Linked DNA regions of Gossypium hirsutum: region 2 is linked to region 1. The links are chromatin contacts, called in public Hi-C maps. All regions are on one chromosome and are shown on one strand. The core of a region is the stretch at or near the end of the contact, and the rest is flanking DNA. Distances in the headings are between cores, read along the strand shown. Region 1 holds the start of LOC107952707 (homeobox-leucine zipper protein ANTHOCYANINLESS 2). Region 2 holds the start of LOC107919103 (CEN-like protein 1).

What was found. Hi-C and Micro-C count contacts between places; a contact is called where the count stands out from the background.
Region 2: a contact with region 1 is called in a Hi-C map of petal, with 2.5 times the contacts expected there. The contact joins the promoter of LOC107919103 here to the promoter of LOC107952707 in region 1. A contact is called at or near these places in 2 of 34 Hi-C or Micro-C datasets (leaf and petal).

What each region holds. Positions count from the first base shown.
Region 1 is chrD08:35,414,483-35,418,229 of Gossypium_hirsutum_v2.1, forward strand. LOC107952707 (homeobox-leucine zipper protein ANTHOCYANINLESS 2) reads left to right here and starts at 2,136. Exons shown (of 9, transcript XM_016887869.2): 1 at 2,136-2,589.
Region 2 is chrD08:35,660,400-35,664,146 of Gossypium_hirsutum_v2.1, forward strand. LOC107919103 (CEN-like protein 1) reads right to left here and starts at 1,921. Exons shown (of 4, transcript XM_016848633.2): 1 at 1,507-1,921; 2 at 1,366-1,427; 3 at 1,215-1,255; 4 at 617-1,134. The coding sequence starts at 1,707. The coding sequence ends at 914.

The DNA.
Region 1 (3,747 bases), core at 886-3,385:
AGATCTTGAACTTGCATTATTTGTCAAACCACTCCAAAATGGATAGAAAAGTTAACGACCGTTAAGTTTGCTAATGTGGCAGTCAATGTATATGTCATGATAGCAATTAATTGATTTTTTAAAAGTTAAAACATATTAATAAAAATTTTCTATATTTTAATTTTTAATAATTTCAATCATTTTTAATTTTAAAAAATATTTTAATAATTATTTTTGAATTTTTAAAATTTTAAAAAATAATCAACTGCTAATGTGGCATCCACGTGTGTGCCATGTTAACAGACTTTAACTTTTCCATTCATCTTATAGTAATTTGACAAATAATGTAAGTTTAAGAGTTAAAGGCGAAAAATTAAATGCAATGCTAAAATGACTATTTTTTAAATATAAAATTGGGGGTCCAAATAATACATTATGTTTAAAAAAATACTATGTAAATTAGTGTATCCGTGTTGTATCTTTGTATATGTTTTATTCAATAACATTTACTTAAACATATAATATAAAAAAATAATTGTGTTTTAGTTATTTGAGTTTTATCTTAATTGGTATTGACATTGTTGCTAGTGCAGGAAGTTGTGGGTTTGAGTCTGTTGAAGCGCATTAATTATTCTCCTAGTTAAGGGTTGAGGATGAGCTATAAGTAGTTTTATGCATTGTATAAAAAAGAACAGATATGATAAAAACCTATAATGAAATTAAAGTTTAAAAAATAATCGTGATTCATTAATTGTATTTAAAAATGTGATTTTTATTATTCAAAAGAATGTTATTTTTATGAAATTATTTTATTTTTATTAAAAGTTTTATACATATGATGATGAGTCCTAACTTATTAAATAATTTAAATAATTCAATAGCTTAAAAAATATAATAAACCAACAAGTAGGGGTATTTAAATGGTTAACCGAATTGAACTAGTATTAGCTGAATTAACTGAATTTTTGAATCTTTTAATCGTTAATTAAACCGAATTTTTTTCAAAAAAATTAACCGAACCAAAATATTTCAATTAATCGAATTAATCGAAATTTATATTTTTTGGTCAAAACAAGTATAAAACATATCAAAAAATAAATTATAATATTCATTTAACTGAATTATCCAAATTAAAACTACATGTAATTTGTATTATTAATTATTAAGTTCGGTTAATTCGATTAATTACCCGATTTCGAATTGAATTAACCGATAACTGAACTTTCAAAAAAATCATTAATCGACCTTCGTCCAAATTAGATCAATTAATCGACTGATTAACTAAATTAGATTGGTTTGATTGATTAATTTAGTTCTAATCAAAATTTAAACACTCTTACTAAAATTAATCGATTGATTAACTAAATTAAATTGATTTGATTAATTAATTTAGTTTTAATCGAAATTTAAACCCTCATTATAATAAGAAGAATATAAAACTTTTAAGGAAATAATATTAGCTGGAATTTTTAAAACGATACTATTAAAAAATAATTATAAACTTTTAAGTATAAACTGTAAAATTTACTTGTAAAAGATAAAAATATTATAATGAAAAGATGTACCAAACATATCTATCTTAGAAAATGATATAATAAGAGTTTAGTGAACGTTTCCTCCAATAATTGCTTTGATTTTCTTAAGCTTAGGGAAATTGAAGTGACAATAAAACTTAAGACAATCTTAAAATCAAAACCAAATCTTAAGTCAGATATATTTGTAAAATTAAAATTTTAAAAAGAAAAATAAAAAATGAGTTGTCGTCCAAATCAGGGTTACAACAGAGGCCAACTATCACTGCCGAATTAGATTTAGGAATCTAGACCCTGTCCCCATCTATATTTGCAGAAGTACCGTATTGACCCTAAACAGTACCCAGAATGCCCAGAATTTTATCTCAGCTTTTACGTGTCATTTTGGGATAGGTTCCATTCGTAAAGTGTATAGGCGGGCGTAGAGAGTATCGAGCACACAGGATTTAAACTCGTCCAGAAACTACGAGTGTCGCGCACAGACACAAGCGCGGGGGTAGCGCGTGAAAGGCGGATATCCCAAAACGGCAAAACCCGGTTTTGGGAGGTAGTGGGTCCCACACTGCATTAAGCTCTTGATTTCCTCTTTATATTAATTAAATATCATATTTACGGGGAAGACAAAGGGAGAAAAAAGAAGAGGAAGAAAATACCATCAAAATTGAAAATTAAAGGGAAAAAAAGACAGAGAGAATGAGAGATCGCTACAGTCTTCATTAGGGTTTATAAGATCGAGAGTTTTTTTCCTTTTCATTTGATATTAAACAAAGGATTAACGAGTTTGACTATTGATTTTCTCTCCCTTTTTCTTTGTAAAGTCAGCTTGCAGTATCTTCACAGCTTCCAACGATCCAACCACCATTATAATTAGTAGTGATTTTTTTTGGGGTTCTTTTAATCTAAAATAAAGAAAAAGAAAAGCTTTCATATATTTTATTATATACTTTGTCCTTTTTACTTCTTTGTACAGATCCCAACAGTTAAATAGAGAGAGAGAGAAGGATCTGATAACCTGTATCTGTTCCACTCTGTTCAAAAACACTGACCTTTGCCCACTGTCAAAATAAAAATAAAAAAGGTACTAGCTTTTTCTGGGTTTGGGTTCTTGTTTTTGTGCATTTATTTCTTACAGCCTGTTTATTTTCTTTACTTGCACTGGAAGATAGAGAGAGGGGAAAAAAAAGAGAAAGAGGTCAACTGGGTTTTTTCATGCCTTTGATTCTGGTTATTGCTACGTCATATGGTGTTTGAATAGTGTGAATGTGAAAGAGATAAGCTTTGCCTTTTTGTGTTTTTGGTTTTGCTTTTTCCTTTTCTCTGTGGGTCCTTTTCAATTTTGTCAAATATGCTGACAAACAATTGGTCAAGCATGATGCTGTGAAAATTTAGGGTTTTCATATTTGTCAGTGTTTCCATGGAGTTTTTTCAGGGATTTCCCTGGCTGAGACGCTGGACTTAGGTAAAGACATAAAAGAGAAGGTGTGAACTCGTTGTTTCTTATTATTATTATTACAAGATTAAAAGGTGGTCTCTCTTGTCCTGTTCCTCCACTGTTTTCTCTCTCTTAAACTGACTTTTTTTGAGAGAGAGAACGATATATTAGTTTTTTAGAGCAAGAGAGAGAGGTGTCATGCATGGGCGTTGACAAGGTAGACAGCCTTGTCATTCTGTATTTGTTGAGATGAAATTGTCAAAAAGGTTTTAGACTTTAGCTCAATCTGGGTATTGTTTTGTAAGGTCAAATTAATGGATAAGAAAGCGAAACAAAACTGAAGCACAACCTTGTGAAAGTGATAGTGACCGTTTCAATCAACATAGAAAAACAGACGCCATGAAATAATAGAGGGAGTGTGAGATTAAAAATAATTGGTTTCTGTCTCTTTTTTCCTAATTTAATGAGTTTTGGGGGTTTGATCAAGAGTAGTAGCAGCAGTGACAGTGGTAGTTCGGGTGCAAGGGTGGTTGTGGCTGATTTTGTTCCACAAAACAGCATGCTAAGTTATGCCATTGTTGAGCCACCTCTTCTCACCCAACATATTCCCATATCTATGCTAAGCTCTCCCTCACTTTCTCTCTCATATGTACTGTCTCATCTCCCTCCCCCTCCCCCCCCATCTCTCTCTCTCTTTCTCTCTCTCTCTCTCTAGTGCATTGTCCTTCAATTAATTTATTACCTACTTTTTTTTTCTGAGCTTTGCTGTGTGCTTGTTATTATTTTTAAGATGGGTCATTTATT
Region 2 (3,747 bases), core at 671-3,170, 250 kb after region 1:
ATTAACTTAACCGATGCTTTAAGCTTTTTCCCTCATGAACATTCGGCTTTGGCTAGAAGTGGAGATATTCTTTGTTACCTCAGGGCCTTAAATTGCCACTATACCCTTTTCATTTTCTAATGAGAAATTGAAAAGAAAAAAACCCAACCAAATATATTTATGACAATTTGATAGACGATGTTAGTCCAAATCTCCATTAGTTTTGGCGTTTTGGTGTTAGTTCCATCCCCTCATGTTCCCCCATTGCTCAAAACATTATATTTCAATAATTAATTTGGTTCTTATATTATTCCGGCAAATAATAATTCTTTTAAAATAATTTTGAAAAACAAAGTTAAATCTAAACATTTTAACAAAATAGTCAAATTACATCCCCAGTTGTAAAATAAATTACAGGAAAGATTAACAAAAACCTATTTTAAGAAATAAAATTTATTGGTGCAGGAAATAAATTTTTGTAGTAATAAAAAAACCAATTTGGAAGTCATTTCGTCCTAATAAATCGTGAAATAAATGTCATGAGCAAAAAGTCCAAAAGCCTATGCCCCCAATAAAAATAAATTGCCATGCAATAGATTATATAATAATATATAGGGTATCATTGATTAGAGAAAGAGACCTTAAAAATTCTGTTATTCTCTTGATAGATGGAGTAGTTTGCGACGTGCCCACCAAAGTAATGGGGATGTGGGTCCACAGACAGAACCCAAACCTATACTTCTTACATAAAAACAGTCACCTTACCAAACTGTAGCTCACACAACAGTACGAGAGTACAAAGTGAAACTAATACCATCACATTAAACATACGTGTCAAACCCTAAATCCAGGACACCAGAGATATTTCCATCTTATTTACTTGTTTAATCAGTAGTAAATTATGTATGTATGTATTATTATGGAAGTGGCAGAGTCATCTTCTTGATCTTGCGGCAGTTTCTCTCTGGGCATTGAAGTAAACTGCAGCCACTGGGAGGCCCAAACCGTTGTCGGCTGAGAACCTCCGTGTGTTGAAACAATCCCTGGAAGATGGTGGCCTCACTGTTTTTCTTCCTCTCTGTTTGAACAGTACGAACACGTATCTATGGATGCCCACTGTTGGCTTTGGAGTCTCGTAGCTAACAACTTCCCTCCCTATTGATTGATTATTGCTAATATTAATTATGAGTTAAAAAAGAGTCATAAAAGCACAAATTGCAGTCTTGGGAACTCACCAAAGGAAGCATCAGTAGTACCCGGAATATCGGTAACCATCCTGAAATTTACATTTTGAACAAAAGAAAAGAGAGTATATCTTAAATTCGAATGCCAGCAACTTTTATTTTATATTGTATCTATATGGATACTAATAAATGCAATACAAACCAGTGCAAATGTTCTCTCAAGTAGAGATCACTAGGGCTTGGAGCATCAGGATCTGTCATGATCTGGAAAAAAGAAGAAGAGAAATTAGTAAGAAATATTGCAAGATGGCTGACTAATGTTTAATGCTTAAATAATACTTACTAAAGTGTAAGAAGGTCTCATGTCGTCGCCGCCAATCTCAACCCGAGGTCTACCAGTGATGAGGGCAGGCATGAGCTCATGGCCATTGGCAACTTGTTTGTTGGAGTTGTAAGTTACTGTTATTTTGACACTTGGGAAGAAATTATCCACCACCTCCCCTATAACTCTCCCGATGATAAGTGGGTCGGGGACTCTTGACATGATATATATATTTTTAGCTAATGAATATTGCAACACTTCTAATTAGATCGAAAGGAAAGTTAATGTATGCTTTGTAAGCTACTTTGAATTTCGATGCAATGGGTTCGGGAGAAAATATGACAGGTTTTATAGATAAGAAGAGTGAATGGAGCTTGGGTTTGATTTGAAGCTCAAAGATTCCAAAATTCTTCAGTTTACAATAAGAAGAAAAGAAGTCTATTTGCGGAATAGATATTTTTTACAAGCTTTTTAATTCTCTTATTTCCTTTTTAACACAACAATTCTTTAGGGGTGGCGAATCATGAACATGGGTTTTTCTTCAAGAAAAAAAAAAATGGGGTTCAAGATGGGGTTTTTTTACCATTATATTACCAAAAAAAAATTAAAAAAATATCAAAATAATACAAAAAAAAACAAAGACGGCTGAATGGAGGGCCTGCCACAGGCAGCACCTCCCTTTGTTCGTATTTCAACCCTTTGTTCGTATTTTTTTCTTCGGATTTTATTACTTTTAAAAAATATACTATTTTCTAATTTATTATTTTATATTATTTTAGTACATTATGCTTAAAATGTATTCATTTAGTGTGTTTTTTATTGAAAGTAATAAAATCCGGAGAAAAAATACGAACAAAGGGCCAAAATAAGGGTTTTTTTAAAATTTATTTAAAAAACACACTAAATAAATACATTTCAAACATAATGTACTAAAATAATGTAAAATAATAAAATTAGAAAATAGTATATTTTTTTAAAGTAATAAAATTCGGGGAAAAAATATGAACAAAGGGCTGAAATGTAATATTTTAGTAAAAATATTACAAAAAAATAAAAAAATAGTATATTTTTTTAAAGTAATAAAATGTTTGTATTTTTTTTACCGAATTTTATTACTTTTAAAAAATATACTATTTCGCCAAAGAGGTTAGGGGCGGTTTGGTATGAAGGGAAATTTGGGGGTTTAGGGGGCGAAGAGGAGCGCTGGGATTGTGATCTTTTCTTTTCTTTGCCCATTTCTCAGGGTGGAGCTTTCTGGCAGAACTTGAGGGGGCGGCGTCGATCGGATTCCGAGATGGAAACCAGTGTGAAATTAGACAACAACAAAATTAAAAACTAAACTATATTACCACTATAATAGGGATTTCCCTATCATAGTAGAACTCTAAATTAAAAAAAATAGTATATTTTTTAAAAGTAATAAAATCCGGGAAAAAAATACGAACATAGGGCCGGAATAAGGGTTTTTTTAAAATTTATTTAAAAAAACACTAAATTAATACAGTTCAAATATAATATACTAAAATAATGTAAAATAAAAAAATTAAAAAATAGTGTATTTTTTAAAAGTAATAAAATTCGGGAAAAAATACGAACATAGGGCCGAAATAAGGGTTTTTTAATTTATTTAAAAAAGACACTAAATTAATACATTTCAAATAATGTACTAAAATAATGTAAAATAAAAAAATTAAAAATAGTATATTTTTTAAAAGTAATAAAATCCGAGGAAAAAATACGAACAAATGGCTAAAATACGAACAAAGGAGGTGCCGCCTGTGGCAGTGGCACCATTAGTGCCGCCTATGGTAGGCCCTCCTTCAGTATATTTTTTTAACTGTTTTTTTTTGTATTATTTTGGTAAATAATAAAAAAGTTGTAATATTTTGGTATTTTTTATTTATTTTTTTGTAATATTTTAGTAAAAATCCCTCAAGATGGTATGTATAGACATTTTCATTTAAATTTTAGGGTAAATTTGGTATATATAAAATTTTCTAGGTTTGATATATTTATTAAAATAATATTTTTAAAAATTTTAAGGTAAACTATATCATTAGTTACTAAACTATGGGTAAGTTTTCATTTTCATTATTGAACTATTTAAAAGTTTTCAAATAAGTCATTAGATTGTTAAACTTGATGCTAGATGGCTTTTTATGTTTGCACTATTTGCACAATCGAAAGCTCTTTCTCTCCTCTCTTCTACAGTTCAATTTTTTTTATAAAATAGTTTTAGACATCACGAATCTACGAATCAAA